7 separate regions of the Mus musculus genome follow, and regions 1, 2, 3, 4, 6 and 7 are each linked to region 5. The links are chromatin contacts, called in public HiCAR-type, HiChIP or PLAC-seq and promoter capture Hi-C maps. All regions are on one chromosome and are shown on one strand. The core of a region is the stretch at or near the end of the contact, and the rest is flanking DNA. Distances in the headings are between cores, read along the strand shown.

Evidence for each region. Promoter capture Hi-C pulls out the DNA fragments that hold promoters and counts their contacts. HiCAR-type assays count read pairs that join an accessible place to other places. HiChIP or PLAC-seq counts read pairs in DNA pulled down with a chosen protein or histone mark.
Region 1: an H3K27ac HiChIP or PLAC-seq map of oligodendrocyte precursor cells shows a contact between it and region 5, with 16 times the contacts expected there. The contact joins the enhancer-like site here to the promoter of Tox in region 5. A contact is called at or near these places in 12 of 39 promoter capture datasets (the 3T3-L1 cell line, cranial neural crest, embryonic stem cells and 8 more), 4 of 484 Hi-C or Micro-C datasets (the N1E-115 cell line, cerebral cortex, embryonic fibroblasts and 1 more) and 10 of 115 datasets of contacts at active chromatin or transcription factors (T-cell acute lymphoblastic leukemia, astrocytes, embryonic forebrain and 7 more).
Region 2: a contact with region 5 is called in a promoter capture Hi-C map of maxillary cranial neural crest, with 9 times the contacts expected there. The contact joins the enhancer-like site here to the promoter of Tox in region 5. A contact is called at or near these places in 11 of 39 promoter capture datasets (the 3T3-L1 cell line, the C10 cell line, cranial neural crest and 7 more), 1 of 15 datasets of contacts at CTCF or cohesin (pro-B cells), 4 of 484 Hi-C or Micro-C datasets (the N1E-115 cell line, cerebral cortex, forebrain and 1 more) and 12 of 115 datasets of contacts at active chromatin or transcription factors (DN3 thymocytes, the SCID.adh cell line, acute myeloid leukemia and 9 more).
Region 3: a contact with region 5 is called in a HiCAR-type map of astrocytes, with 4 times the contacts expected there. The contact joins the promoter of Car8 here to the promoter of Tox in region 5. A contact is called at or near these places in 4 of 39 promoter capture datasets (cranial neural crest, frontonasal cranial neural crest, hippocampal neurons and 1 more) and 2 of 115 datasets of contacts at active chromatin or transcription factors (astrocytes and embryonic forebrain).
Region 4: an H3K27ac HiChIP or PLAC-seq map of acute myeloid leukemia shows a contact between it and region 5, with 9 times the contacts expected there. The contact joins the enhancer-like site here to the promoter of Tox in region 5. A contact is called at or near these places in 11 of 39 promoter capture datasets (the 3T3-L1 cell line, the C10 cell line, the HPC-7 cell line and 8 more), 3 of 484 Hi-C or Micro-C datasets (CD4 T cells, the MC3T3-E1 cell line and embryonic fibroblasts), 10 of 115 datasets of contacts at active chromatin or transcription factors (DN3 thymocytes, the SCID.adh cell line, T-cell acute lymphoblastic leukemia and 7 more) and 3 of 9 other capture datasets (adipose tissue, embryonic stem cells and liver).
Region 6: a contact with region 5 is called in an H3K27ac HiChIP or PLAC-seq map of embryonic stem cells, with 7 times the contacts expected there. The contact joins the enhancer-like site here to the promoter of Tox in region 5. A contact is called at or near these places in 3 of 39 promoter capture datasets (hippocampal neurons, liver and pre-B cells), 2 of 484 Hi-C or Micro-C datasets (both in embryonic stem cells) and 2 of 115 datasets of contacts at active chromatin or transcription factors (both in embryonic stem cells).
Region 7: an H3K4me3 HiChIP or PLAC-seq map of embryonic stem cells shows a contact between it and region 5, with 4 times the contacts expected there. The contact joins the promoter of Rab2a here to the promoter of Tox in region 5. A contact is called at or near these places in 1 of 39 promoter capture datasets (maxillary cranial neural crest) and 3 of 115 datasets of contacts at active chromatin or transcription factors (acute myeloid leukemia, astrocytes and embryonic stem cells).

The regions. Positions count from the first base shown.
Region 1 is chr4:8,373,066-8,375,817 of GRCm38.p6, reverse strand. It overlaps Gm42252 (a long non-coding RNA gene), which reads left to right. Exons shown (of 3, transcript XR_881096.1): 3 at 591-884. Among named protein-coding and RNA genes, the nearest start is that of Gm42252, 45 kb to the left of the region's middle. Within about 2 kb of position 1,472, at least 32 of the 459 cell types and tissues checked have an H3K27ac peak or open chromatin away from gene starts, as enhancers often do. A contact at or near this core is called in neural stem cells, oligodendrocyte precursor cells and stem cell-derived neural progenitor cells, where this site is marked.
Region 2 is chr4:8,071,814-8,074,782 of GRCm38.p6, reverse strand. No RefSeq gene overlaps it. Among named protein-coding and RNA genes, the nearest start is that of Car8, 170 kb to the left of the region's middle. Within about 2 kb of position 1,577, at least 6 of the 459 cell types and tissues checked have an H3K27ac peak or open chromatin away from gene starts, as enhancers often do.
Region 3 is chr4:8,237,711-8,240,410 of GRCm38.p6, reverse strand. It overlaps Car8 (carbonic anhydrase 8), which reads left to right and starts at 1,370. Exons shown (of 9, transcript NM_007592.3): 1 at 1,370-1,559; 2 at 2,301-2,492. The coding sequence starts at 1,457.
Region 4 is chr4:7,992,108-7,994,807 of GRCm38.p6, reverse strand. No RefSeq gene overlaps it. Among named protein-coding and RNA genes, the nearest start is that of Gm23860, 170 kb to the right of the region's middle. Within about 2 kb of position 1,432, at least 14 of the 459 cell types and tissues checked have an H3K27ac peak or open chromatin away from gene starts, as enhancers often do.
Region 5 is chr4:6,989,371-6,992,250 of GRCm38.p6, reverse strand. Tox (thymocyte selection-associated high mobility group box) reads left to right here and starts at 1,415. Exons shown (of 9, transcript NM_145711.5): 1 at 1,415-1,861. The coding sequence starts at 1,760.
Region 6 is chr4:8,153,662-8,156,361 of GRCm38.p6, reverse strand. The region is part of intron 8 of Car8 (carbonic anhydrase 8); the gene reads left to right. Among named protein-coding and RNA genes, the nearest start is that of Car8, 84 kb to the left of the region's middle. Within about 2 kb of position 1,426, at least 13 of the 459 cell types and tissues checked have an H3K27ac peak or open chromatin away from gene starts, as enhancers often do. A contact at or near this core is called in embryonic stem cells, where this site is marked.
Region 7 is chr4:8,534,150-8,537,066 of GRCm38.p6, reverse strand. It overlaps Rab2a (RAB2A, member RAS oncogene family), which reads right to left and starts at 1,423. Exons shown (of 8, transcript NM_021518.3): 1 at 1,159-1,423. The coding sequence starts at 1,204.

The DNA.
Region 1 (2,752 bases), core at 223-2,722, 1.4 Mb before region 5:
GTTGCTTTATGGAGCCCAAGCTGACCTCACCCTTGCAGTCCCTGCCCCGGCCTCTCCAGTGATGAAATGACACATAAATGCCATGACATACACCTCCAGGAGACATTTTATGTGTTATCATATCTCTTCTTATGTTGGCTTCATTATATTCCCTTGCCAATTTCTATGGCCAGCCTTTGTTATTATAATAGGGATGGGGGAGAGTATGCTCACGGCTTCTGAGTGCTGGCATTGCCGAGGTCCATGACAAAATATTGATTACAGAGGTTTATCTGTGTTGTAAATATTTTATCAAGCACTTCACTAACCATTTGTGTACTTCTCAGTGCCTATGACCAAATTTAAAATAACTGATTAGTAAGAGTTATATTGTAGCGTAATGAATACAGAGGTCATTTTTTTTCCTTTAGCCCAGTTCCTAACTGACATACCCCAGCATTGCTTCCACCAAGACTCTGCCAAGGACACAGCTCAGAGCCCAGAGCCCAGGCAGGGACAAGGGTCACCTATGTGTGGGATGCCTCAGTGGGTGTGGGAATGGCTTTCCTGGATTTCCTGACTTTTGTGTATTGGTTGTCTCTTACACACAGACTTGCAATAACCCAGTCTCACGGACTGAATGAAACCATTGGCAACTTTCTGGCTTGCTGCTTTTTTCCCCCCAAGCCAGAGCTGAAGCTGGTAAAGAAGCCAGGAATTCCCAAGCTTTCCCAGGCAAGTGTCGAGAAACACTGGGACTCCTTCTTCTCCATCTCTGTCCATCTGCAGGCCAAGTGTGCACCAGTTACAGGCAGAGTCTGAATCGAGCTTTGTGCAAGTCTCTGGAAAGAGATCCAAGTTTTTGTGATGGGTGAAAGTGACAGGGAAGTGGCAGGGACATCTGCAGAGCTAGGTCTGTCCCTGTCTGCAGCAGAGCGTGTGTGGGTCTCCTTTATGTGAATGAGCCACCCAGGATAGAATGGGGCTTTTGACATCCACTGGAACCCAGCATGCCTTACAATGAGAGGCTTGTTGGTCCAAGGAGGACTGTGCAATGAACGGAGGTTCTGAGGTCAGTGCTGTCTATCCATACAGAGACCAGAGAGTAGCTCCTTATTGGAACCAGCTACACAGAGGTCACTGCCTTCAGAGAAAGCAACTTTGATTAGAAATGCTCACTAGAAAGCTGTCTGTTTTCATGTGTTTATTTTGTATGTTCTTGATGGAAGCATAACATGGAGGTTAGATGGCACCATTTATTAGTCCATAAACCTGAAAAGGTATCTCTCTTGACTCCAAGGTCAGTGATGACAATGTTTGTTTCCTTCCATGGGGCGTCAATGTCCTCTCAAGGATATGGAAGCACCCTGGGAAAACAGACTCCATTAAAGTCCTTAATAATCGAGTTGGGAAGGCAGGTGCTCTTGATTGGCACCACTTGGCAAGGGGAACCATGTGGGTCTTAGGGAGGACAGTGACTCTGTGAGCAAGGTTGAGCTGCAGATGGGAGGTGGAGCAGATAGTTAACAGTGTCCTCTAGCCCCCAGGATCAGGAAAAGGACAAACCAGGCTTGTTTGACTTTTTCTGGCAGGCTTGTGATTCCCAGCCAGAATGCAGGTGGCACAGTTGTGACTCCTGGCATGGCCTTCAGTACTTCAGTGATATCTCCACCAGTGCCAGGCACCAGCTGAGTGTCACCGTGCACTTCCCAGGCTTAAGTGATGCTAGCTGAGGCTTTGAGAGCAGCTTCTCATTTATTAGTTACGTTGGAAAGAAATTGCTCATATCTACCTGGCTACTGGATTTTAACAGCTGTGCTCTGTAAGAGATTTTGGAGGGAGCTTGTTTTCAAAGTGTCTTTAAGAAGGTGTCACCTTCAAAGGGAGTTTCCAGGAGGACAACCAGCACTCAGAAATCCAATCATGCAAGAAAAAAATTAGTTCATATTTTGATACACATGGCCTGTTTTCCATCCTCACTTTCATTGGCAATGGTCCTAATGGAAGCTTTCTGTCCAACACTGAGTATCTTGGAAGAAGTCCTGGGCCCTACACAGTTACCTCTGCTTGGCTGGATGCTAAAGAGTCGTAGTTGGCTGGGAGATCCCGAGCGTCCCTTCTAGTTAAAGATGTTATGACTGCAGAGCTAATCAGTCTCAACTTATGAAGTGAAATGATGAGAACTCCTGTGTATGGGGCAAGGTATTCCATGCCTTGTGCTGCAATCTGGGCGGCATTTTCCCAAATCCTAATCTTGTCACTACTGGTATATTATTCCTGTTTACAAATCAACAAGTTGGGGTTTAGAGAAATTTGAAACTTATCCCATGGCACAAATTTCAAATTTAGTAAGTGGCTCCCTGGAGATTGATTTTTTTAACTTTAAGCTTGACTTTGAAACCCACATTTGAACTGGAACAGAGTTACACACCTTGTGGTCACCCCACCCCACTCTCTCTTTTTTTTTTTTTTCAAATTAGTCTCTGATTTCTAGCCTTCCAGGTGGTGAATCCTATTCTTCTGTCAACAAAGCATTCAACTAACTACTGAGATATTTACCATGGATATCTGCTCTCTGACTACTAATAGACCAGGGGTAGTGGCATCTTGCCAACTAGATGTCCAGTCATAAGCAATACAAATGCCTTTGAAGAGATAATGCATGAATTGTCACCCTCTAGTTTGACTGTATGAATTAGTGTGGTTTGGCAAATGCCCAGAAGGAATAGAGCCCAGCTTCCCAGGTCCTGGTTTCCCTGAGGGTAGGAGGGTG
Region 2 (2,969 bases), core at 328-2,827, 1.1 Mb before region 5:
CCCAAGTTGCTTTTGGTCAGAGTGTTTTATCACAACAATAAGAATGCTATGATGTTGTTTTAGTAACAGTGAAATTCTCACCAATAAATTTAAATAATAGGGAACTTTAGAACCTCAAATAATATTCCTATTCGTTTTGTAAGTCTGAATCCATTCTTAGCATATTTGAGTAAGCCTTTTATCTTCAGTATTTTTAATATTAATATCATATTGCAAATGGAAACATTATCTAAATTTTTGCTTTGTGTGTAGGCCACAGACAACCATGAGTACTGTCACTCAAGCATCATTTTCCTGGGTTTTTATGACAGGGTATCTCATTGTCTTAGAGTTTGCAGTATAGGATAAACTGTGATCCTCAGGGAGCTACCCACCCGCCGCACTGGAATTAAAGCTGTTTTTTTCATTTGTTTGTTTTGCCTTTAAAGCATTGTTCTAGGGATCAATTTGAGATCCCCATGGTTGCAAAGCAAACACTTTGCTGACTTAACTCAACTGTTTTCAACACTTCTCTAATACTCCAGATCTTTGTACTGATAAACCGGGTTGCCTCCATCTTAGGATGAAAGCCATCTTAAAATAAAAACAAACTGGATTCATTCCTGTTTGTTGGGCATTGAGCTATGCACAGACAACCTGGTTTCCAGTTGAGGCTAGATGTTGAACCCTGGGACTCGGTGGTAATAATTCACCTATATGGGACAGAAGGAGTTCTCTCATGTCTCCTGGAACCCTGGCTCCTGTCAAAATTACCACCCCCTCAGCCCCCACAAGAGAAGCATGGCTAGTAGTCTTGTAGGCACTGTCCTAAGCTTCTGACCTTCAGGCTAAACTCCTCCCCAGTTACCTAGCAGCAGTAAAGATAACTGCATACCAAAAGAGGGGTTGCTTGGCCCTACCTCGCTCTCTTTCTTCTCTTACACTTACTTTCCTTTCCCCTCTCCTCTCTTCTCCTCTCCTCTCCTCTCCTCTCCTCTCCTCTCCTCTCCTCTCCTCTCCTCTCCTCTCCTCTCCTCTCCTCTCCTCTCCTCTCCTCTCCTCTTCTCTCTCTCTCTCTCCTCTCCCTCTCTCCCTCTTACTCTAGCCTTTCTTCTCTCTCTCCTTTTCCTCCTTCTCTCCTCTTGCCCATGGCCTGTCTCTCTCTCTCTCTTTCCACCTTCTCTCCATTCTCCCTGCCTTTCTACAATAAAGCTCTAAAACCATAGGATGTCTCTGTTCATCAAGGCCCGCTGAGCTTAGATGATGGGATAGGCTTTCCTCTAATGAGCCGTTTCTAATCTCCTGATGGAAGGCCATCCTGTGCTCCAGTCAAGGCCTGGACTAAGGACTCTTGCCTCCCTCCCTCCACCCTCTACAGGCTACAGGCTACAGGGTGTTGCTCTGGGGTCTATAGTCAGGGGCTGCCCCTTGTCCACTCCCTGTCGAGTGGGGTCAGTGACTTAGATGCCCACCCGGGGCCGAGTGGAAAGTGTCTGGCAGCCCTCCCACATCTGCCTGCCCAGAGGATAGGAGGGACTCTGGCCGGATGTGGGCTATACTCTCTCCCCCCTCCTTCCCCTACCCCTTTTAGTTCCCACACCTGTTTATGATTAAATCTGTTTCTCAAGGATTGGACTACCTTAACCTTAACTACAAATGGTTCTGTAATGCCTGTTCAGGAAACACCTACTGTGTCTTTGATTTAAAACATTGTTATGACTTCTTTGCTATAATGTCTTTGCCTCAGGAGATGGTTATGATCAACCTCTTATGCTTATGTTCTGTTTCTGTAACACCTGCTATTTGTCCAACCCCCTTTGGAAACCCCCTACTTTGGGACTATAAAATCCCTTATCTTACCTATGTCCAATGCTGGTCTCTAGAACCCCACCTTTAGGGAGAGTCAGCCTGTATATACAAATAAAACAAGCTTTCTTTAATTAATTGATTTTTTGCTTTAATTAATTTTTAGATCGAGATTTGGGTCAGTGGTCTTTCTTCTCACATGTGTGGGATTAACAGTATGAACTCTTAATACAGAAAACATATGTTCCTTGAGTCTGAAATTTACTGGAAACTCTTTTGCTCAGTTAAGTATATAGAAGAAAAGCACATAGTCTATGGGAATTGTAACTAGAGAGTTTGAAAAAGTGTCTTTGATTTATATCTTAATTATTCATTTATTCAGTTCCTCCATATTTAGTTCATTTTAATAATTTATATGGTAATGTGGACTCTAGAATCAAAGAACTATCTGTTTGAGTCTAAATCTACTGTTTGCCAGATGTCTGACCTTGGGAAATTTATTCAGCTTCATTAAGCCTAAATTTTCTGGTCTGTAAATTAGACTATGCCATAAGTCATACTTTGTGATGATAACTAAATCTCAAATATTAATAATGTTTGTGATGTATAATTTATACTTTTTAAACATTTCAATTTGAAATCAAAATCATGAACTCAATGAGAATTTATTATTTATGTTCTGTGTAGCATAAATTATATAAGATGCTGCCACAGTTCAGTCAGAGTCTTAGTCTACATGTACAAGATGACCCCCATGTCCACAAACAATACATGGCTTCAAGTCATGACAATGTGAGGGATTAAAAGCATAATGGTTTCTTGGAATCACATACTAGAAATTCTGTAACTTACAGAAGGGTTAGATAAATCTGTAGGGCTAAGTAAATGATAATATAAATCAGAAGATGCTGGTAACCTTGGTAACCAAAGCTCTGGGCTTTAGGGCCACTTGTAGGTAGGTGAGGAGATACCAGCACAGTTAGGAATCCTTGGATATCTTCTCAGCTTAAATGGAAACTAGGAATTATTTGGTCATTATACCAGGGATATGAAAGATTATATTGGCCTGAGTATAAAGATAAGGTGTGATAGAGATACATGAATAAGCTCATGCAACTATGGTGTGGATAAAACTTACAGAATCAGCTTACTCTTAAGATAGAAAAACTGGAGTCAAAGTGTAA
Region 3 (2,700 bases), core at 121-2,620, 1.2 Mb before region 5:
AAATGAGGAAAGTACCTAATTAAAAAAAAAAAAAAACAACAACATACACACACACCCTGAAACCCACAGGCCATGTGGGTGCTGCAGCTGTCCAGGAGGTTTTTTGTTTGTTTGTTTGTTTTTGTTTTTTGTTTTTCTTCAGACAGTGGAGGAGTAGGTCAACTGATGTTTTTCTCCTTAGCCTCCATCCACTTCCTGAAGACGTGATACGATATTTATTTTTTAAGTTAAGGCCCCAACAGGCAGTAAAGGATAGCAACCCGGCACCTTAAAATTTCCCAGCTAATCAATCACCCCCGCCCTGTTTGAGGAACTCGATGCATCCATTAATCTCACAGACACTGTGGAGTGTGCATGGGCTATGTAAAAGGCAAAGCATACTGCAGGCCTGAGTACTAACTTACTATGCAAATATATCTGCTATCGTGGAGGAAAGGAGCTTAGGGGTTACTGAACAGGGCTGGAACACCAGGATGAAGCATTAGCCTGAGGTTGGGACACACGCTTCAGGGGTAACGACTTGACCTCTTTGGATCGGGGAAAGTTCCTGTTTGTTTCGTAATGTGTGTGCATTTCATTATTTGCGCGACTTCACGAGGCGCTTGGGAGCGGTGTCCACAGCAAGGTGAGCCTGCAGCAGCACCCCAGACTTAGAAAGTGGAACCAAACACCCCATTTCATTGTCTTTGAAATATATTTAGTAAAAATTTCTCAAACTATACCTATGTCTAGTTGCTAAATTATTTTTCGTGAAATGTTTGTTGGACTTATTTTGGGAAAAATAAAATCCATATTCATTTTCCCTGTGTTTTAAGGACGGATTAAAAAGTAAAACTCGCTCAGATAAGCTGCCACCACCACGCTTGGCCCCATGGTGGTGGTGCATTCTTGCAAGCCCAGTGTTTGCAAAGTGGAGCGAGCCCTGTGCAGTTCAAGGTCATCCGCTTCTCCACTGGGAGGAGTTTGAAGCCAACCTGGTCTCCTTGAGACCCAGTCTCACAAAACCAAACCCCAACAAAATTGACCGGTAAACGATGGCCAATAAACCATTCGACCAGGGAGTCTTGTTGGGTTCCCGGTCTCAATCCCGTTCCCAAAGCAAGGCAACTCCATTGGGAAAATTGTTTGGAGCAAGGGGAGCACGGGAGACAGGGCGGATTTTGGAGTCTCCAGGCTTTTGAAAGGGTATTAGGACTTGGGTGCAGCAGGCTTCCCGTGTTGCTGCAGCCCCAGTTTGATTTTCGCAGGCTTGCCTGTCCCGATTGTGGGGTGAGAGGGGGTGTAGGTGGGAGTGTAGGGCGGGGGGCGTGTCCTCGAGTCAGACACGCCCCCACCGACCTTAAAACGCGCAAGCCTGCGCCGGACCGCTGCCTCTCGCGCTCGCGGGGACTGCCACGCTCAGTGCGGTCCCCAGCCCCGCGCCTGCCGCTCCCGCACCCGTGTCGCAGAGCTGCCCATGGCTGACCTGAGCTTCATTGAGGATGCAGTCGCCTTCCCCGAGAAGGAGGAAGACGAGGAAGAGGAGGAGGAGGAGGGCGTGGAGTGGGGTTACGAGGAAGGTAGGCTCGTGGGGCCGCTGTCGCGGCTGCTACGCCCCACGCGGTCCCCCACTTGCCCCTCCGTGGCTGCCTGAGTGCTGTTCGCACCTGCTGCACCCAGGCAGCCACATCTCCCAGCCTGGAGCAGACGTGCAACCGAGTTGCTTTCTAGTCTTGGGAAGTATAACCAAACGCACTTCAGAAAAACCGTCCCGAATTGCAGGCTGGATCTTGGGGACTTTAAAAAGAGTTTTCTAAATCTGTCTTCGCAGATCCAGGGCTTCGAATAGTCATTAGTGCCCGCCCATGTTTCCTGTATACACGGAGAAAAGAGCAAAAGAACTAATATGTATGGGACACTGTATTTGCATTTTAAACAAGTGGCGCTCATTAGCGTTACAGGTTTTCTGTTGTCTCTGAGCATGTGGGGCTTTGAGGAAATTTCCCAGTACTGCACATAATTGAACTGATGAGCAGAAGAAATTTCTGAGGTATCTTTTTTCTAGTCACTTCAAGATGGCATAAGTTTCTTAGATCCCTACATCAAAGCGTCTGTATGCACAGACAGTAGAGGATTTTGTGTGTGATATTTAACAACAGATCACTCACGTAATGAATGTAAAAACCCACACACATTTCTTATATTTCATCTACATACAGATGATAGTCACAGCTATAATGTTAAGGATTATGAGATTTTTGTGTTATATTTTACTGTCATTAACCTTAAAAAAATCCAACCTAGTCTCATTTTGTCTTCAGGTGTTGAGTGGGGCTTAGTGTTTCCTGATGCTAATGGGGAGTACCAGTCACCTATCAACCTAAACTCCAGAGAAGCCAGGTATGACCCCTCACTGCTGGATGTCCGCCTGTCTCCAAATTATGTGGTGTGCCGGGACTGTGAAGTCACCAACGATGGACACACCATTCAAGTCATCCTGAAGTCAAAATCAGGTAATTTGGAACACATGTTTCTGCACTTTTATAAGCAAGCTCTGATTTAACTTGTATGGTTTTAAAGGCGACACCAACACAGTTTCTATTTTCATGGTCCTTATAAGTTGCATTTTTCTGGGAATTATTTTCTAATAGAGTTCTCAGGGGCTAAGAGGGTGAAGTGATGATTATCTCAGCTGGCTGTTCTTCCAAAACTGTGCCTGGA
Region 4 (2,700 bases), core at 183-2,682, 1.0 Mb before region 5:
GTATAGATGTCTGTTTTAGAACTGAGCACTACATAATCTCATAACCTTTTCCTGTCTGAATTCTGACCAATTGTGTATGTCTTTGTTAATTGCCATCTGCTACATAAAAGAACGTTTCTGATGATGGTTGAGAGATGCAGTGGTCTATTGCTGTAAAGGAACTACTTAAGAAGCAGTTTATTAGTAGGTCAAATTATCAAAACAATAGTAACAGGTTTTTCTAAGGTCTATGGCTAAACTATGCATTCTTGGCCCCATTAGTGGTGTGAGGCATGCAGTTCCCCTTTTTATGAATGGATTCCATTTTTTTATGGGATATGCTTCAATCAAATCAGAAAGTGGTTAGTTATTCCTGAAACATTTGTACCACTACTGCACAAATTAGCATATCTTACCAGGCCATTTACTATTATAGTTCTCAAAGCTCACAGCTTGGTAAGATTGTTGATTATTCTAATGGCTCCTTCCTAAAATGGAATGTCCACTTATATTTACAATGAGAAAAGTATGGTTAGAATTTCTTAATCGAGACAGATGTGCATTGCCATCATAAACTTCCTGTAGGTTCATTTCTATCCTTACGCACTGTAACATTTTCTTCTCTGTGATTTTGTAACCATTTACAAGTGTTATATCATATTTTATGGAGAAATAGTAGACTTGATGGGCTTATTCCATGCTTATCAATTAAAAAAGGAGAACCAGAAGCAGTTAGATTGTAATATATGCCTGTAGTGACAGAAAGGAACATTTCAGAAATAATTGATGAGGGCATGATTTCTCATTGACCTCTGGTGTTAAAGACAACATAGAACTACATGAAAAAGCTAATGGGATAAAATTTGATGTCAGGATCAGGGATTGGAGATCATTTACTAACCGTGATAGGTATTGAACCACAACATGAAAAGTAAAACATCTGTTGTTTTAAGAGAACACACATTCTTCTTTATAAAAGGCACAGGCAGACAGGCCAGTTTGACATTCCTAAAGCCACAGCAAACAGAAGCTTCTGGAAACCTCTTTTTAGATATGGAAAGCTGCTATGTCTGTCTTTGCCTCAAGCACAGCGTCAGCTGACTTGTCATTGTCAGGACACTTTCTCCTATGCCATCCAGGAGTTCCTAGAGCACTAGTTCTTTCCCAAGAACACTTTGATTAATTTATTTGGCTCTCCTTTGTTCACAAAGGAGTTTCTCCTTAAAAATTTCCCCCTCTTTCCTCTTTTCTGAGGATTAGAATACAAATCATCATTTACAATGATGGTGAACACAGACACGCATTGTGTTTGAGATTTGATGAGTAAAACGTCATGAAGTGAGAGTAGCTAGCAGTGTTTTTCCATGGGAAAGAGCCCTCTGTATTGATCTATTATCTCCCAGCTTGAAATGTGCCACTGTTGTACTTCCTCTTGATTATAAACCCTTTATCACATCCCCTACTTGATTCAACTTGAGTGCTTCTGACATTTGTGAAGTTCCTCACACATTCTGCAGAGCAGCAGGAGAAACCTTGCTAATGAAGAAATAACAAGCTGAGGATTTGAATAAATATTTAGCTGATTAAAAGGAGGGACAGTTAATTTTTCTTAGTGCTAGCAACGGAGGAAACTCACCCACATCACTTGCTTGTGTTGGCTAAAATCAGGTTCTCGCTGAGTTTTTACCACACCACAGGGAACTTTCATTTCCTGATTCTATTATAGACTAAGTAGCCACCTGATCCTGCCAATGAACTTGTTCTATTGTGTTTTTCTATTTTTAATCCCGAAAGAGTAAACACATTTCTCATCAGATGTATTGCAGACTGCTATGCAGTGGAGAGATTGATGATGGTGCTGTTGTGTTATTACACACCCATTCATTTATAAGTAAGTGTCCATTCTGAAGGCAGCTATAAATGATAGCAGCATTCCCAGCACCTCGCAAATCTGTTTTGTAAGAGAATGTAGGTTTTTAGACATATTTGCGACAGCATCATGACAACAGCTTAGATTTGACACCGTTTAGGCTACATGTTCAGTCTTAATGTGTGGTTAAATTCTGATGTTAGAATCACAGTGATTGTTTTATGTATCCCACAATGGGTGCTATGAGCAAGGTCATCAATCTTTAGGGATTGATTGATTAATTACTAGAGTCCTGGGAGCCTGCTCTTCTTGTTGAAGATTCAGAAGTTCAGTAGCAGCTCACAAGCTCTCTGGGTTCTGCTCCTGGGATATTGCTCTCTATGTAATCTCCATTTTAGATCTTATGATTCACTGTGCTGCACTGAGAATCATTTAAGCTATTTTTACAAAGAATAGTCCATATGACTAAGACCTAGGCCTTAGGAGTGCACATGGGAAGAAGTGAAAGTTTTCATGTATGTGTGTCCTGAGTGAGACATTATGTTCCATATTGGTGTTACCTCAGGATCGGAAACTTAGAAGCCAAGTCATGTAAGAACTCTGATGCTGAATGCTCTCTTGAGTCTTCTTGATGCTCCAGTTAAATAGAAATGTCCTAAGCCTGAAAGGTAGATGCTTGTTTCTTAAGGAAGTCTTCATAAATGTTTTGAGAACAGTTGCTGAACAGTCCTTTATATTGAAGTGAATTGTGCCTCCTCTCAGTCTTATTCAAACTCTGCTTCTGTCTCGGGATGAGGGGTGGGGTGGGGTGGGGCAGGCACACCAGGCATGCTCTGACTGTACACACACCC
Region 5 (2,880 bases), core at 166-2,665:
CTCCTATTATAAGGGAAGAGAAACCTGGAAAAGGCTGCAGAGAGCTAGAGAGTAGCTGGCTATTACCCACCATGTACTAAAAACGGTTTGGGGTGGGGGATGGGAGGTAACAAGACTGTTTCCATATATTCTTTGACGCCAGAAACAGATACCTGTGGACATGAATTTTCCACTTTTTTACAGGGTCTTAGGCCCCTAAGGTGTGAAGCAATCAGGAATTCACCCTTGAAAGGTAAACATTGCCCACCCCTATATTAACTTCTCTCTAAAGTCTTTCTCAGGGAGAACGTAAGATGTCCGCTGGACAGTCATCAGGGTCCCAAAACTCTCCCAGATGCCAGGGGACACAATATTGCAAGTTTTTGGGGTTGACGAAGTAAAGCAAAATATGGATGATATCTTTATCCTACCAACAAAGAGAGCCCAGGGAAGCAGACAGCTGATTCGTGAAGGTTGGGGTGGGCAGTGGAGCTCCAAGAGTGCTACTGGGAATCCAACAGTGAAAGTATAATTCCAAGAGGCAAGTAACTAGCCCAGATGTGTTCCCTGTAGCGCATGGTGTGCTGATAACTGTTTCCTTATTTACCCTTCTAAGCACCCCTGGAGTCTTTTTTGCTAGTCCCGCAAGGGCAGGCTCAGCCTCTGCAAACCCTCCCACTGAGAACCAAAGCCGAATGCCGAGGCTCTCTGAGCACTAACTCCAGGAGCACCGCTCCTCGCACAGAGATCAACTGGGGTCCCTTGGTCAGCTGCACACTAGAATGGGGCAGAGGTTGCGCTCCCTGCAGGCTCCCGAGCAGCGCCACAAGACAGCCTCTCCTCTACCTCCCGCGCGGGGCAGAGGTTGGCAGTGCAGCTAGCGGGCAGGAGTAAGTGGTGGGGGGCTCAAAGAATGGGGTGGGGCGGGGGTGGGGCTGCGGGTGCTGGGCGGGGGTGCGCCACAGCGCCCCCTTGCTGTGCGAGCCCCACGGTGCCCCAGTCAGCCTTTGCTCAGTCTCTCCAGCCCCTTTGTGTGATTGTATCCACCTCCATGGCACCCACCCGGGGGTGCTGACTGGGGCACTGACGCTGCCCGGGGTCCCGCCACTACTGATCGAGCCGCATTCCCTTCTTCTGCGTTTGTCCCTCGCCTGGTTCTCGGTCCCCAACTGTACCCTCTGGGCCGCGTCCAGCCTCTGTCGGCACCCCGCCGGTCCGGGGCACTAGTGTCCTCCGATCTTGATCTCCCCTGCAACACCACACACACTCCATCACTCCCCCATCCCAGGCCTCTAACGTGGAGAAAAACTAAAAGCAAAGCAAGGCAGAGTCTCCAATAAAACGCCCAGTACCCCGAGCCCGAGCGCGAGTGCCGGGCGGCGAAGGGCGCGGGAGGCGGGGATGGGGCGGCGGGCGGGGGGGACAATGAGCGCGTGAAGTTACCTGCCCGGCGGCGGCGGGCCGACAGCGCCGGGGCCGAGCGGACCAGGCAGGCTGCGCGCTCGGTGTGGACGGGTGCGCGCCACGGCTTGGGGGGGAGAGTTGAGCGCTTTTCCACCCTCTGTTTTTTTTTTCCTCTCTCTCTCTTTTCTCTCTCTCTTTTCTTCCTCTTCTTAAACAAACCACAAACGGATGTGAGGGAAGGAAGGTGTTTCTTTTACTCCTGAGCCCAGACGCCTCTCTGTTCCGTCTGAGCTTTTTTTTTTTTTTCTGAGCACTTTTTTTTTTTTTTTTTTTTTCAAAAAGGAAAAGAAAAGGAGTTGCTTGATGTGAGAGTGAAATGGACGTAAGATTTTATCCTCCTCCAGCCCAGCCCGCTGCTGCGCCCGCCGCTCCTTGTCTGGGACCTTCTCCCTGCCTGGACCCCTACTATTGCAACAAGGTGAACACTCTGCTTTTGTCTGCACCGATTCTGGCGGCTCGATCCCGGGAGGGGGGCAGCGGTGGCTGGACCGCGATGGGGCCCGCTGGGCGGACTGGGCCGGCTCGCAGAGGCCCGTCCCGGGCGCGCTCGGTCGCAGCCCGCGGCGGCGCTGCGTGCGCTCGGGTAGTAAATATTGTGGAGCAGCTCCGGGGGTTTGCCAAACAACGCGATTGTGCGGAAAGTGACACGATTTGCTCGGATTCTTTCCTTCCTGCTGTTCGCCACTAAGGATCCCTGCTTAGGTTTGCCGGGAGACATTTAAAAAAAAAAAAAAAAAAGCGAGAGATCGAGAGAGAAAACCCACGGAATACTTTGGGGGTGTGTCTGGGGTCTGGGAACTGAGGCAGAGTAGGAGAATTCAGTTTATATTCTAGTTCCTTCTTCTCCCTCCCTTTCTTGGACAGCGGGGGCTCGTGGCATCGCTTCCTTGCTCCGGATCACTTGCCAGAGGAGCAGCTAGGAGTCGGGGTGCAGGGACCCCGGAGGATCCGGCGTTCCCACACCGTGAAAATTATTCTGTAACTCTTTTGTTTTCTGTTCCGGCCGCCGAACTGGAGTTCGGACGCTGGCCCTCGAGACCAGGACGCTGTGGGCTAGTCGCATTATGATTTGGGGGAACAGATCTCGTTTGGGGGGTGTGGGGTGTGGAAATAGCAAGTTTACAGGAAGCCAAGCTAGCGCTTTGCATTCAAGTGTAAAGCTCCGACGCTCTTTGCCTGGCTGAAGCAGGGTCCCTGGCTGGGCTACATCATAGTCTGCTGACTTGGGCCACACAGGACAGCGGAAAGGTATTTAATGCTGGTGATCCAGAATGAGAACTCTGGCGAAGCTGCCCCGGAGCTCAGCTTGGCCCAAGGATAGGACAGCCAGGAGTTTCTAGGGAAGTAATTGCTCTCCTGGCTTCATGCACGCAAAACCTGAGAGGGACACGGAGGGACCGGAGGGATCGTCTCCAAGAGCAGCCACAGGCCACATCT
Region 6 (2,700 bases), core at 177-2,676, 1.2 Mb before region 5:
CCCTGGAAAAGAGATTATTGAGTGGGTGGGGAGAATGTATGTTTTCACTTGATGGGACGAGTTGCCAATTCCTCTGTGGGGTCACTAAGTCACATATGCCCACTCTGAATATTTTATAGAATGAGGATTTGTCATCTAGTCTGCCTCCCTCCCTTGGATTATCTCCTTTCCCTCTCTAGTCTATGCTATGGCAAACTAACCACTGAGATATTTCTTTGCCTTTGTTTCCATGACTCCAAGTACAATTGATAGGCATACATGGTTAAAAATTCAAGAAACCACAGCATTTGATGGCACACATCTCTGGAACTGTACTGCCAGTAATAGCCATCATCACCAGCTCCAGGTATCCTGGCATGGCCAGAGGCCATGTATGTGAGGTAGCATGTGCTTGCTGTGACCGTGACATGTAATGTTCCATATGGAATCATCCTGTGTATGTTACTTGTCTGCTGGTTTGATATGTCTTTTTCTCATTAAATCACTATATGTCATACCTATGTGCCTGAAGCCATCCTGAGAGAGCATTTATGTAGATTATCCACTCTGTAGGATAATCCTTACTAATAATCGCCACCGCATTCTGCACTGAAGTTATGGAACACTCAATTTAGCTTTTAAAATGATTCAGAAGGAAACCTATGTGGTAGAGTGTGACAGTCTCTCAATCTCAATGTTTCCCTCACTTTAAGAAAGCTGTAGCAGAGTGTCTCAGAGGTGGTGGGGAGGTGACAATGAGAAAACAGAACCTAAATGTTTCCACTAGTTGTTCTGCAGTATAAGTATGGAAGGGATATTAACATGTGTACATGTGATCTGTGTATGCATGTAATATTCCATATGGAATCATTCTGTGTATGTTACTTACCTGCTGGTTTGATGTGTCTTTTTCTCATTGAATCACTATATGTCATACATGAAGTGTTTATTAAGTGTAGGGTTTTTTTTTTTTTAATTTTTAAAGGTTTATTCATTTAATTTTATGTGTGTGAGTGTGTTAGCTGTATGTATGTGAGTGTATCACGTGCATCATTGGATTCCCTTAGAACTGGAGTCAGGAATGTTTGTGAACTGCTCTGCGGATACTTGGAAGTGAATCTGCATGCTTGGGAGAGTGGCGAGTGCTACTAACCCCTCCCTCCTTCTCCAGTGTAACTTTTAAGCATGTTCTAAAATGTATTTTCACCTGGGTAACTGCCAGTGTTCTCTTATAATCAACTATACTGTGGCTTAGTGACTAATTTTGTTAATGAACTACCAGAGTTCTATTTTAACTCAGAAAACTCACTGTCCCCAAGAGTTGTGTCAATTCATGACCCAACTGGTCACATGTTCAGCTGTTGTTTCTCTTCACTTTTACCAGTACAGAGTCCTTAGGAGGTTCTCATTGTTGCCAGTGTGCACACAGATGATGCTCACATTTCAGTCCTGTGATCCTTGGCTCCTCCCCCCACTTACTTGCTGCAGAGTGGCCTCAGTCGGCCCCCCTCAATCAGCGGGAGAAATCAGGGTCCCGGTACAGGTGGGCAGGAGTTGTCGGAAAGGGTGACAAACAGATATGGACACAAGGGAGTGTGGTATCTGAATGTAATTTGTCAAAGCGAACATCAGTCTTATATATTACAGAAAACAAAGAAGTTAAATGATACATTAAGGCCATCCAAGGAACAATGAAGTTATCTGATGCAAAACTACTTTTACAACAAAACAGAGGAACGTGAACACAAAAGCTAACAGGAACCAACTGGGATAAAATCAGTGTTAACAACTGGGATCAAAAGCAGCCCCACCTAAGGTCAGCTAAATCTTAGAAGTCAGAGGCAAGGGCTTCATGCCCTTGCCATAGTTCCAATTCTAGTCTATTGTATAGTCCACCTTCCCCCTAGGCCATTGTAAATTCCTGTGTATGGGAATGACTCAGCTATCTATTGTTCTAAGTATTATGTAGACTAGCCCTGAGATTACTAGCTCTATTCTAGTGAATTGGTTTTTTGTTTGTTTGTTTGTTTTTGTTTTTTTTGTTTTTTCTTGTGGTTTTACGAGACAGGGTTTCTCTGTGTAGCCCTGGCTGTCCTGGAACTCACTTTGTAGACCAGGCTGGCCTCAAACTCAGAAATTCACCTGCCTCTGCCTCCCAAGTTCTGGGATTAAAGGCATGCGCCACCATGCCCGGCCCATATTCTAGTGAATTGTAATGCTTGATTTCTTTCACTATGTCTCTCACAGTACTAGAGGCAATTCTGAATGTTACTGAATAGGTAACATTCTTACTGAATTCCAAGCCCAGGATTGGCTCAAGGACTTCCTAGGACATTGGAACACTGGTGGAGGCTAATCTAACTTAGCTATATGTCAAAATCAATCCGTTGAGGCACTTATAATAAAACAATATTGAAGAAAAGCACACAGATCCATTCGCTGACTAAAGCAAGGACAGATTTGGAACGTTAATTTTATAGGATGCCACAGTTCCTCCTCAGGACTGTGTCCAAGCGTTTGGGCCTGTCACTCGAAGTCACTACTGGAGTAGGTGTGGCACTTACTGTTCTGTTTTTCTGTCTAGTCATAAGCACCAACAGTAGAGCTTGTGGCATCAGTGCACAGGAGATCTCTTTCCAGTCTGTCTAGCTGTTCTCAGATCTTTAAAATTTCCAGTTAAACTATAGAATCATTTTATTATAAGACTAGAAGCAACAAAAG
Region 7 (2,917 bases), core at 174-2,673, 1.5 Mb before region 5:
CACACACACACACACACACGGCTGAAAAACTGTATTAACTGCAGGAAGTTTGTGTTAGGTAGCAATCAACATACTTCCAGAGTTACTTATAGAACCTGCTACATCATAGGGCAACCTCAAGATGCTTCTACATTTACAAAGTTGTGTAAGGGGTCCAGGTTGTGCAACACTCACCACTGAAATCAGACTCTAGTGTATTAATAGTTTTAACACCTAAATAAGCTTTACGTTTATTATTAGATTCGAAATATGGCCCAAATCGCAGGTATTCAAAGTATTTCATGAACAGCTTGCTTATTTGCTTCAGAAACTTATGAGGATGCTATTTTTAAGTGGGAACTTTTTTTTCCTTTTTTTTTTTGCTACAAATGTACACGAGGTCACCTGAAAATTAACAGTTGTGATCCTGGACTTGACAAAACCGAAAAAAAAGAAAAAAAAATCAGTAGTAAGTCAGCATACCCACAGTATGCTCACACCCAGCCCACTGACCTGCCTTGCATTACTATCAAGTCAAATAATGCCAGCATACACGTGGCAAAAGTCGCCAGAGCTCAATGGTGCTTTAATGATCCCGAGAAGAATTGCCCTGCCATCGAGTCATGTGATCTCACTTATTCGGACTTGGAGATTGAGGATATTTCCAAAAAAATTTAGGTTTTTTTCTTTTCCTTTTTTAATTTTTTTTTTTCCTCCCCAAAAGGCTGTCCCACTTCAGGGTGCGCCTTGCCAGGGCCTAGACGGAAGCGTGCAGGTCGGGGAGGTGGGACCAGGGAGAAAAATCTGGACCGGGGCCCGTCACGCTCCAATTCGTTCGACTTCCCTCTCTCTCCCCGGGCCGCGGAGACAGTCGAGGCGGGGGCCCCCCGGGGACGGCCGTGCTGCTGTCACACTCTCCGGGAAGTGGCAAACGGCTGCCGCGGGCCTGGCTGCAGCGGGCCCGGGCGGAGCAGGGAAGGAAGGCCCAGGCAGGCCGCGGCCGCTCGCAGCGCCCACGTCACCAGCGCCAGCACTGCGGAAATGGAGCGGCGGCCAGGGGACCGAGGGAGGATGGGAGGAAGGGAGGCGCTGCGCCCCCGACCCGCGCCGCTCGGCGCCGCCGCCGCCGTTTGCCCCGCCTGCCCGCCCCGGTCGCCCCCGGCCCGCCGCCGGCCTCACCTGTGTCGCCGATGATGATGTACTTGAAGAGATAGGCGTACGCCATGGCCGCGGCCGCTCCGTGCCAGGCTCACGGCTCCTCCTCCCGCTGTGCGCCTCCTCCGCGCCCTCACCGGCGCCGCTCGGCCGCGAACCCGGGCCCCGCCCGCCGTCGGTCGCCGTCAGAGCCAGCAGCAAAGGCCGAGGGGCAGCGGGACGAACTGACAGCGCCGAGCGCGGAGCACAGCGGCCCAGCCCTTCGGAACAATAACAGCCGCGGCGCCTCCGCCCCGCCTCCGCGCCGACCCGGAAGTGCTGCCGCCGCCTGCGCCGCCGGAGGAGAGGGGAGGAGCCGCGGCCGCGCCCTCCGGTCGGAGTCCCGCCTACCCCGGAGCCCCGCCTACCAGGCCGGGGCTCGGGGAGTCGCGAGGAAACGGAGCCTGCTAGGTTCAGTCGCCGCCCTCTCTCTCTCTCTGTGTGTGTGTGTGTGTGTGTGTGTGTGTGTGTGTGTGTGTGTGTGTGTGTGTAATCGTGGTATGTCCCTATAATGCTGTTATGTCGCTCTTAAAAAGATGTAAAAAAAAACCCAACTGTATAAATATTGAAGTAAATATACATTTGCATGCTGTTTATCAGACCAGGATTCTAAGTGCAATGTTGTGTATAGGTGTAATGTGTACAATATATGGCTTAATCATGTTTTGTGTATGTATTGTACGAAAAACTGAAATAAATACAGAAGCAACATGAAAGGAAATACCTGGTATGACATGATGGAATTAGTAAAAAACATATGTGTGTGCATGCAGTTTGAAGGTACTTTTGCCTTTGAATATATTCTGTATATATTGCCAGTGCTGCCAACTAGAGGCAAACCCAGTTCTTTAAAAGCCCAGATTTTAAAGAAGGTGGAGGACAGAGTTAGTTTACTATCTGAAACAGTTTTCTAGAGAGCCCACTTACAAGAAAGTGACTATCAAAAGGACAAAGGTTACTACAAGTAAGCCATGCATTTATAATCTCAGCACTTGGGAGATAGAGGCAGGAGGATCAGGAATTCTGGGTCATTCTTTACAACACTGAGGGGTCAAGCATGAGACCCTATCTAAAAAAAAGTGTGTCCCCAAAATGTACAGATAAAAGCACTTGCCATGCAAGCCTGTCTTGAGTTCATTCTCTGGAAACCACAATAGAAGGAGAAACACACACACAAAGTGAGAGAGACAGAGAAACAGAGAGAATATAGCAGAATGATGTTCGTGGATCTGTTCAGGAAATTTAAGAGTTGTGTAAGGAAGCTGATTTAATGCTTCCATCTCTCTTCTGTTGCTGGAGGAGGAATGAGTGGGCTTTTGTGGCTTTCGTGGCCAGCCTCCTGCTGACTGTCATCCCTTCCCTTGGGAATCAACCATTCTGTGATTATAGTTGATGGTACCATGCTAGGATGACTGAAGTTGGTTGCTACTTCATTTGCACAACTGACAAGCAGGACCTCACTAGGTTTTTCTTCATTACTAGGGAGGTGGTTTGCTAAAGGCTCAGGAACTTGATGTGAAAAGCAACTGAAAAAAATGGGGTTCACTGGTCTTTGGGACCTTCCCCGGGTGCTTCAGGCTTGAGGCTGTTTTGCCTAAGGGACTTCACTCAAGTCATCTTTTCTGGGTGTCTGTTCAGAAACTCGGGTCCTTACTCTCAGAGTGTGGTCTTTACTATCTCAGCTCCCGAAGGACAACTCTGTAGACTGTAGGAGCCTAGCCTCCTTTGTAATCAAGAACAGTCC